Linked DNA regions of Mus musculus: region 1 is linked to region 2. The links are chromatin contacts, called in public promoter capture Hi-C maps. All regions are on one chromosome and are shown on one strand. The core of a region is the stretch at or near the end of the contact, and the rest is flanking DNA. Distances in the headings are between cores, read along the strand shown. Region 1 holds the start of Kif20b (kinesin family member 20B). Region 2 holds the start of Cstf2t (cleavage stimulation factor, 3' pre-RNA subunit 2, tau).

Evidence for each region. Promoter capture Hi-C pulls out the DNA fragments that hold promoters and counts their contacts.
Region 1: a contact with region 2 is called in a promoter capture Hi-C map of pre-B cells. A contact is called at or near these places in 2 of 39 promoter capture datasets (liver and pre-B cells) and 2 of 484 Hi-C or Micro-C datasets (CD4 T cells and rod photoreceptor).

Annotation. Positions count from the first base shown.
Region 1 is chr19:34,920,813-34,926,038 of GRCm38.p6, forward strand. It overlaps Kif20b (kinesin family member 20B), which reads left to right and starts at 1,546. Exons shown (of 32, transcript NM_001362434.1): 1 at 1,546-1,621; 2 at 3,813-3,960. The coding sequence starts at 3,814.
Region 2 is chr19:31,079,220-31,084,702 of GRCm38.p6, forward strand. It overlaps Cstf2t (cleavage stimulation factor, 3' pre-RNA subunit 2, tau), which reads left to right and starts at 3,622. Exons shown (of 1, transcript NM_031249.2): 1 at 3,622-5,483. The coding sequence starts at 3,847. All of the region lies in intron 3 of Prkg1 (protein kinase, cGMP-dependent, type I), which reads right to left.

The DNA.
Region 1 (5,226 bases), core at 296-2,795, 3.8 Mb after region 2:
TCTCTATTTTATTCTTTTCTTTCATATTTACATTTCTTTCTTCATTTTTCCTTCTGGCCTTGTATCTACTTATCTATTCAAATCTACTTATCTTATCTACTATCTTATCCAAACTAGTTCTTCTCAAATTTGATTATTTTGTTTGGGGGAGAAGTGTGTGTGTGTATGAAAGAAGTCAGAGGCAGGGTAGTGGTAGGAGATATAAATTCTGTATCAAGATCGAAAAACACTAAGGTTGTCAAGCTAGTGTTCCAAAAATCCTTCTAATTAAGTGCAATAGCTGAAAATATGATCACAGAAAAGCTAAGGTAACAAAACTTCTTCAACTGATTTTAAATCCCGGTTCCATTTACTTTTCTTCCCCCCCCCCCCCCGAGACAGGGTTTCTCTGTGTAGTCCTGACTGTCCTGGAACTCACTCTGTAGACCAGGCTGGCCTCGAACTCAGAAATCCGCCTGCCACTGCCTCCCAAGTGCTGGGATTAAAGGCATGTGCCACTATCCGGCTTTTTTGTTTTTTAAAAGATTTATATGAGTACACTGTTGCTGTCCTCAGACACACCAGAAGAGGGCGTTGGATCACTTTACAGATGGTTGTTAACCACCATGTGGTTTGCTGGGAATTGAACTCAGGACCTCTGGAAGAGGTCAGTGTTCTTAACCACTAAGCCATCTCTCCAACCCTCCATTTACGTTTGTGCCCATTACTTATTTAGAATGTATTAAATGGGACGGTAGCAATACCTACTTTAAAGGGTTCTTAGCACCAGTCAGACAATCCATTTTATAAAGGTAGTGCCAGCGGAAGCATAAGGTAAATGCTCAATTTACGTTAGCATTATTTTTATTCAAAGTGAAAGTCTAGCCTCAATAGTAAATTCTCGTCATATGAATGTATTAGTAAATTAGCCCTGCACTCAGAGGGTTACTTTAGGGAAGCGGAGAAGGACACATGGGCACTTACATTTTGGGGCACTGCACAGTGCCTCTCAGCGGTAGCTGATTTATGCTTTCAGAAACATCAAAAAGGGGGTATAAAAAGATGAAGGATATGCTCCTAAAATGTATTTTGAGGAAAACGTGTTTCATCCAAGAGGGCCGTCATCGACAAGAAGAATCACTTAAAGAGGGGAGTTAACTTGGTCCCAGGTCGCAAGTCCTTTCTGCCCCGGGGAATGACAGGACTCTGAGGTGTAATAGGAGGAATAGTTTGCCATTCCTCCGCTCCTGGGGGCATCGCGGGAGGCAGTGCGGAGACAGCGGCCTCAGCAAGGCTCGTCATCATGCGGGTCTAGGACGGAACCTGAGACCTGAGTACCGAACAGGTATCGTTAGGGTCAAACCTAATATGGCCCCGAGAAACTCCCAGCTAGGTAGCCCACGAGCGTTGCTACTGCCCCATCGGTCGCCCGGAGCACCGAGTCCCGCCCCCCAGACTTGAAAGCCTTTTCCGGAGGCGGGGGCGAAACTCGGCCGCGAGCGGGTCCAGCCCCCAGGGCTCGCCGGAAGCCCCGCCCACTCCCAGGGTTCAGCGCGGCGCCGAGCCGCCATTGTTTGAATTTGAAAACCGGGAGGAAGTGGAATTCTGCAGGTGGGGAGGCGTGCAGGGACCAGCGATTGCAGTAAGTGAGGAGCTGACGATTTTGGGGGCTCCGAGGGTGGCTGCTTGCACAGAGGGCACGAAGCTGCGACGCCTCGGCCGTGTCAGCGTTGTCGGGGCTCGTGATGCCCGTAGTCTAGGTGCGGGGCTGCTGAAGGTGGGGCTGAGCTTCAGGGAGTTAAGCGAGTTAAGCCTTGAGGCGGAAGACTTCGGTCTGTCTAGGCCTCGGTTTCCTGGTCCGGTAAAGGAGGTACACTTTAGATTCACAGACACTAGTTTTATTAGACACAAAAAGATTTGCCACGTCTGGTTGCCTGAATTCGGGAGGTGAGCAGTTGTTTTGTCACGTGACAAGATCTCTTTCTAGGTTGAGTCCAGTGGGGGCTTTTTTTAAAAAAAAATGTCACATTACTTTGTGGCTAGAAAAGAAGCATATTTGGGTTTTATGTGTATATAAAGGAAATTGAAGTGAGTCAGTTTTAGTCCAGTACTACTTCCGTTGGTCTGTATTTTGAGCCTGTCGTGAAGAGTAAACAAATTTAGATGATTGTCTTTCTACTTAAATAGGGAATCCCGGTGCTAGGTGCTTTAGACTGTTAAATCTGTTTCTTTGAAAAATTAGGAGAGAGGCGACCTTTTCTCTCTGGTATTGTGCATCTGGTAGATGCTTGCTTTCTTTCTTTCTTTTTATTTTTCGAGACAGGGTTTCTCTGTGTAGCCCTGGCTGTCCAGGAACTCACTCTGTAGACCAGGCTGGCCTCGAACTCTGAAATCCGCCTGCCTCTGCCTCTCAAATGCTAGGATTAAAGGCGTGAGCCACTACTGCCCGGCGTGATAGATTCTTAGAAAAAAATTTTTTTAAAGATTTATTTATTTATTATATGTGTGTACACTGTAGCTGTCTTCAAATACTCCAGAAGAGGGCATCAGATTTTTGTGACAGATGGTTGTGAGCCACCATGTGGTTGCTGGGATTTGAACTCAGGACCTTTGGAGGAGCAGTCGGTGCTCTCAACCGCTGAGCCATCTCACCAGCCCCCTTAGAAAATTTTAAATGTTAATTTTTTGGGGGGTGGAGGGTTAGGTTTATCCTATAGGGATTTGATGTGCAATTCAGATTTAATAGTTCAGTGATGGCATTATTCCATATTCACATTCAACCTTGTGATGTGTCAGTTAGTGATTTTCATTGTCGTCATCATCATTATTATTGGAGATTCTGGCTGTGGTACCTCAGGTACCCAGAGTTGCATCCTACTGGGCTAGGACCCAATTCTCTTATTTTAAATGTAAAGTTTATATGCATTATTTCACTTTTTTACTTATAATCGGAAAATAAATAGGAATTTATTTTGCAAATAACCGAGTTTTAGTCCTAAATGTTAAAATTTGGTTTGCAACAATTTTCTGGGAGATACTAAGTAACGAGACTAGCAGAAGATCTTAAGTCATCCCTGCTGTCTCTGCTGTTTGACATGTGAGAGGAGGGTATCAGGCCAAGTGAACAGTTCATATTTTTTTCTTTTGCTAATTGCATTGTTCATGACATGTCTTTGGGTAAATCTACCTAAAAAATTGGATTATGGGCTGGAGAGATGGCTCAGTGGTTAAGAGCACTGAGTACTCTTTCAGAGGTCCTGAGTTCAATTCCCAGCAACCTTCTGTAATGTGATCTCATGCCCTCTTCTGGTGTGTTTGAAGACAGCAACAGTGTACTCATATACATAAAATGAAAAAAATAAATCTTAATAAAATTGGATCACACAAATTATTTTTTATGTTAATTAATTGGTTAATTTGAGACAGGCCCTCACTATATGGATCGGGCTATCTTCAAACTCACAGATTTACCTACTTTTTGCAGACGGGGTGGGTGGTCTGAGCTCATGCTGTCCTATCGAGCTTACTTTTGTTTATTTTGTTTTCCTTTGAGACAAGGTCTTTGGCTTAGATTGTTCTTGGACACCCTATGTAGCTAAGATGACCTGGAACTTGGTGATTTTCCAGGTCAACCTCCCTACGTGTTGGGAGTATAGAGAGCCATGCCATCATACCCCGTGTATGCCTGGGATGGAACCCAGAGTGTTGTGCATGGTAGTCTGTCAGCTCAACTGCATCCAAGTTCCCAGGAGTTCCAAGTAGACTTAACATTGTAGGCGGCTTGCGTGCTGATTTATTAAGGCTGCTTACAGAGGTTGCTTTTCTTCTCGCAGGATGGAATCTCACTTGAATCCAGATGGAGTGCCTAGACCGTCTTACGTTTTTAGTGCTGACCCAATTGCAAGGCCTTTGGAAATCAATTTTGATGGTGTTAAGCTTGATCTCTCTCATGAGTTTTCCTTAGTCGCCTCAAACCCTGCGGTAAGTACAACGTAAGAAAAACACTTGATTATTGTGCGCCAAGGAATCACGGTGCTAGGTACTTTAGATTGTTAAATCCGCTTCTTTGAAAAATTAGGAGAGAGGTGGCCTTTTCTTTCTGGTATTGTGCATCTGGTAGATTATTTTTGTTTGTTTGTTTGTTTGTTTTTTCAAGACAGGGTTTCTCTGTGTAGCCCTGGCTGTCCTGGCACTTTGTAGACCAGGCTGGCCTCGAACTCAGAAATCCACCTGCCTCTGCCTCCCGAGTGCTGGGATTAAAGGCGTGCACCACTACTGTCTGGCTAGAATCACCTTATTTTAATTAATTTAGAAATAGAATATCACACAGCTGGTTTAAAGAAGCCACTGGAACACTCACCTAATCCCAAACTCTACCTCTCTGTGACTTTTATCCAGTTAGGAGAAAGTTTATTTTCATTTCTGAGGCAGGGTCTCTCTTTGTAGCTCTCCCTCATCCTCCCCTTCAGTCTCGGCATCCCTGGCGCCCTGGGCTTTGCTGTTTCTGAGAAGGATCTGTAGCTATATCTATGTCTCTATGTCTCTGTCTATCACTTAATCTGGGTCTGCTCAGGAACTTGTATGTGCCTGAGAATGACCATGAATTCCTGAACCTCCGACTAAAATTACATACTGAGGTCTCACAAGTGAGTTCCCTCTCACTTCTCCTCACCTATGGACATTAAAAGCGTCTCATATTTATCTGTTTTTTTTTTTTTTAAGAAATCTGAATTATCTTGATAAAATCCATGGCCTGTATATGTTAGGCAATCTCTTTACCACTGAACTGTATCTCTAAGATCTTTTAAGTTGCCCACTCTAGTCTTGAACTTGCGTATGTTTTGTAGGCTTCCATTTTTGATCTTCCTGCTTTACCTTCAGAGTATCTGGGATTATAGCTGTGTGACAGCATACCTGCCACACTCAGATTTAGTTTTGGTTTTGTTTGTTTATTACGCATGTATCAGTGTTTTGCCTCTGTGTGTGTGTGTGTGTGTGTGTGTGTGTGTGTGTGTGTATGTGTATGTATCATGTTTTTCTGATGCCTTAGGGAGTCAGAAGAAGATGTCAGATTCTGGAATTACAGTTACAGATGGTAGTGAGCTGTCTGATATTGATGCTGGAATTGATCTCAGGTCTTCTTCTTCTTCTTCTTCTTCTTCTTCTTCTTCTTCTTCTTCTTCTTCTTCTTCTTCTTTTTTGTCTTTTTGTTTTTGTTTTTTGTTTTTTGTTTTTTTTTTTTCGAGA
Region 2 (5,483 bases), core at 2,372-4,871:
TAGGTCATAAAAAAAAACCCACCAAGTCCCAATGTCAAATCTTGGCCAAGTGCAGCTGCTGTCTGAATCGCTTCTGTTCCATTTGTCTGCAATAGATTGTGAGCCATCCCGCAGTACCATTTCTACCAGGAAGCCTTCTTTAGAAATATAGATCTTTCTGGATTACTTTATTCCATTTCTAGATACTTCACCGCATCCTTAAAAATTGTCTCCTGGAGGAATTATCATCGATCTAAGAATAAGACAATAGGCATCCTGGCAGCAGGCAGTTACAATTGGGACTGTGCCATTTAATGTCTCTGGTTTCTTTCTAGGTTAAATGGTTTGTTAATACTCAAACTCTAAAGAAATTTTAAATCATTCAAATAGTGAAATAATCGGAACTCCACAGATTAAGCTTCAGGGACTGAGGCTACACAGGTGAACAAAACAAAACAACAAAAACAAAAGAAACCCAAATAAACAAGCAAAAAAACACCTCATCTATACATATTAACCTATCATCTACATATTGATTGTATGATTCTCCCCTTGAAGTGGGATAGTTCTCCAATTACGAACTTCATTAAATTACCTTTAGGCTTCAGCAAACAGAATCTGTGTTTCTTATATGAGAGGCATGGAAAACTTTCGTTTTTGAGGTGATATTTTTTACTTGTGAGTCTGATAAAACAGTACACAAAACTCATGCAGAGAATTTGTTCTAACAAATTGGTTTTCACACTGCTGAACTGTCGGTGTTTGGAAAGATATTTATGGAATAAGAAATGTGAGGCAGATGGTCAAGGGATAAAAAGACCTACATATTTCCTTGAGTGATTTTATAGATGCAAAGTCACAATTCTACTAAGAGGCAAAAGATTTACTATCAACAGAAAGGTCCGGATGACGAACTACTTGAATCCAAGGGAAAATTGAATTATTTTTAAGCTACAGGAAGGGGGAGGGACTAGAAAAAAACTTTGTGGAGTGTTTCGCTTATTCCTTAAGAGACCAAGACAAATAAAAAATGTCCCTGGGGATTATAATTTAGTAGTAGACTTGAGGTCCTCAAGTTAATTCTCAGAAGGGTAAAACTTTTCAAAATATCTTAAGAATATGTCTAGATTTGATATGCTTTATCTATAGTGAACTCTTTTAAAGTGTATCTTATTTATTTATGTTTTGAGGGCCTCACAGAGTATCTACAACGAGCTTGAAACTAGATATGTAAACCAAGCTGTCCTGGAAGTGTCTCAAATACTCAGATTAAAGGTGTGATCCACCATACCCAGTTTATGGTGAATTTTATTTTATTTAGTGTTTTAATATACTTTACAGACTCACAAAGACTACAGTATTTACAATTTTGTGTAGAATTTCATCTCTGAAAATAGCTAAAAGGAGAGGGGAGGTTTTACATATATCCCGGGTTTGCCTACAACTCAGTATATAGTCCATGCTATCCTTGAGCTCAAAATGAGCCTGAGCCTGTCTTAGGCTTTCCAGACTTGTGTGACCACCCCTGCTGTAAATACCACATTTGCCAAATATGTCAGAGATTTGGGTGGTTTTGTTGGTTAGTCTTGTTTGTTGAAAACACGTACATTTTTAGTCAAGGCAGTTAGTTTTTTTTTTTAAGATTTATTTATTTATTATATGTAAGTGTAGCTGTCTTCAGACACTCCAGAAGATGGAGTCAGATCTCATTATGGATGGTTGTGAGCCACCATGTGGTTGCTGGGATTTGAACTCTGGACCTTCAGAAGAGCAGTCGGGTGCTCCTTACCTACTGAGCCATCTTACCAGCCTGGCAGTTAGTTTTTAATTTGACTGATAGATGCTCAAAGTAATTCAGAGTAAATATTAAACACCATTTCTTTTCTTTCTTTCTTCTCTTCCTTCTTTCTTTCTTTCTTTCTTCTTTCTTTCCTTCCTTCCTTTTTTTTTTTTTTGTCTTTTGGGTTTTTTTGTTTGTTTGTTTGTTTTGTTTTGTTTTGTTTTTTGAGACAGGGTTTCTCTGTGTAGCCCTGGCTGTCCTGGAACTCACTCTGTAGACCAGGCTGGCCTTGAACTCAGAAACCCGCCTGCCTCTGCCTCCCGAGTGCTGGGATTAAAGGCGTGCGCCACCACCGCCCGGCTTAAACACCATTTCTACAAGGGACTAAGCTGATAGTATTTAACAGACACAAGTGTTAAAGTGTTGAGTGTCTCTCAGTGTGCCATCACCAGCTTGGAACTAGACATAAAGAGCTCCGGGATGTCCTGGAAGTATCCCAAGTGCTAGGATTAAAGATGAGCCGCCATGCCTAATTTATGGTGAATGTTTTATTTAATGTTTTAAAACCTTTAAGTATCTCATAGGCCCCACGTGTTGCTTTGTTTGTTGGTTACTGTGTTTTCTTTGACCATCAGGTAAAGATAAGGCTTGTGGTGCTTGCCTCTAATCCCAGCATACACTGGGAGAAGCAGGAGGATTGCAAATTTGAAGACAGCTTAAACTACATACACAGTGAATTTTTCAGGCCAACCTGGGCTGTAGAAGGGCCCTGTATTAAAATAACAAAATTTGTTTTAGTATACCTGATAACTTAATTTATTGAATTAATTGACAACTGAATGTAAAAATATACCATCTACATTAACATAACACATATCTGGGTGTAGTGGCCCACTCCTTTAAGCCCAGCACTTGGAAGGCAGAGGTAGGTGGATCTCTTGAGTTCAACGCCAGCCTCATCTACAGACTAAGTTCTAGGGCAGCCAGGGCTACACAGACAAACTCTGTCTCAAAAAACAAAAACAAAACCAAGAACAAAACAAAATATAAACCATGATATTTTTTGAATTTTTTTCCAAGTTAAAACAGTGAAAATTATGTTTGGTCATTTAAAATAAAATGGCAGTATTTAAAGTACAAAACTGGCAAGAGAAGTGGGCGGTGGTGGTGCACACCTTTAAGCCCAGCGGAGGATTCTGGGAGCTGGAGGTCAGCCTGCGCTCCAGGATAGGACTACATAGAGACCTTGTCTCTAAATAATAAATAAAATCACAACTACTTATATGTGTACAATAAAAGTTTAGTCGATTAATCCAGACTCTGCAGTCATACTTTTTAGTTAATTCCACTTTAGCATTGATGTCAATTAAAATTTGTAAGGGGAGAGAGAAATGATCACACAACAACCTGCGCACACAGAAGATACCAGGGAAGACCCTGGACTTGGTAACAGTTTGAACAAGCCATAGCTTGGGGGCGGGGCTGCGGCTGACAGAAGCGCTATTTTATCTTTGCGATAATTATGTTTAATGTTGTTAAGCTATTTTAAGGGATAAATAACAATATTTTTACCTCATAATATTGGATATAATTTTAAATATTTCTATTATCCTACACTAAACGAAAGCTGTGAAAACACATTAAGCCTTAAATCAGCTTCCGGCTTGCGGTTTCCCGCCGGTGGAACGCAATGAAAACAGCCCCGAGTGTGTGGAAACACAGACGCTGCCGGTTACCCCATGGAAGCCCGATCGGCCATTTTTAATGAGGTCAGTCGTAGTGCATCCTGTGCCCGCAGGAAGCGGGGGCGGGACGCCGGGAAAACTCGACCAATAGGACCATGGAACGGAATCCTGTTGTCAGTAAGTAGGCGCGGACAACCGAGCTCACGGCCCGGGGCGGAAGGCGTTAGATAAATTAGTCCGGTCTCAGGAAGCAGTGTCTGCGGCCTAACGGAACTACAGATTCCTAACAGAAAGGTTTCTGTCCGGAGCTTGCTATCTGCTTCCGTTACAGAGCGGAAGTGTGGTTCGCCAGAGGACGACCCTTAGACGAATTCAATCTCCGCTGTCCTCTCGGCAGCAATCATGTCGAGTTTGGCGGTCAGAGACCCAGCCATGGATCGATCGCTGCGTTCGGTGTTCGTGGGGAACATTCCGTATGAGGCGACGGAGGAGCAGTTAAAGGACATTTTCTCAGAGGTTGGTTCAGTTGTCAGTTTCCGTCTCGTCTACGATAGAGAGACTGGGAAGCCCAAGGGTTATGGCTTCTGCGAGTACCAAGACCAGGAGACTGCGCTCAGTGCCATGCGAAACCTCAATGGGCGAGAGTTTAGTGGGAGAGCGCTTCGGGTGGACAATGCCGCCAGCGAAAAGAACAAGGAGGAGTTAAAGAGCTTAGGCCCGGCGGCCCCCATCATTGACTCCCCCTATGGGGACCCTATCGACCCAGAAGATGCTCCAGAATCGATTACTAGAGCAGTCGCCAGCTTGCCCCCAGAGCAGATGTTTGAGCTCATGAAGCAGATGAAGTTGTGTGTCCAGAACAGTCACCAGGAAGCTCGAAACATGCTACTTCAGAACCCACAGTTGGCGTATGCTTTGCTGCAGGCACAAGTGGTGATGAGAATCATGGATCCAGAGATTGCACTGAAAATTTTGCATCGTAAGATACATGTCACACCACTGATCCCAGGCAAATCTCAGCCGGTCTCTGGGCCTGGCCCTGGTGGGCCTGGGCCTAGTGGGCCTGGCGGCCCTGGCCCCGGCCCTGCCCCTGGCCTCTGCCCGGGACCTAACGTCATGTTGAACCAACAGAATCCTCCTGCCCCTCAGCCTCAGCATCTGCCAAGAAGACCTGTGAAGGACATTCCACCTCTGATGCAGACCTCTATCCAGGGAGGAATTCCAGCTCCGGGGCCAATACCAGCTGCAGTTCCTGGACCTGGACCTGGTTCCTTAACTCCAGGAGGAGCAATGCAGCCACAAGTTGGCATGCCAGTGGTTGGTCCAGTGCCCCTGGAGCGAGGACAGATGCAGATATCAGATCCTAGACCTCCGATGCCTCGTGGACCCATGCCTTCTGGTGGCATACCTCCTCGAGGACTACTGGGAGATGCTCCAAATGACCCACGTGGAGGGACTTTGCTCTCAGTGACTGGAGAAGTAGAGCCCAGGGGCTATATGGGACCACCCCATCAGGGTCCTCCAATGCATCATGGTCATGACAACCGTGGCCCTGCCTCACATGATATGAGAGGAGGACCATTGGCAGCAGATCCCAGAATGCTAATTGGAGAGCCCAGAGGTCCCATGATAGATCAGAGAGGTCTACCTATGGATGGTAGAGGAGGTAGAGAATCTCGAGGGATGGAGACTCGGCCCATGGAAACTGAGGTCTTGGAGCCACGAGGAATGGAGAGAAGGATGGAGACCTGCGCGATGGAAACCAGAGGCATGGATGCAAGAGGACTAGAGATGAGGGGCCCTGGCCCTAGTTCCAGAGGTCCGATGACTGGTGGAATCCAGGGTCCTGGCCCTATTAATATGGGGGCAGGTGGCCCTCAGGGACCTAGACAGGTTCCAAATATTGCAGGAGTGGGAAATCCTGGAGGTACCATGCAGGGGGCAGGTATACAAGGAGGAGGGATGCAGGGAGCAGGTATGCAAGGAGGAGGGATGCAAGGAGCAGGCATGCAAGGAGGAGGGATGCAGGGAGCTGGCAT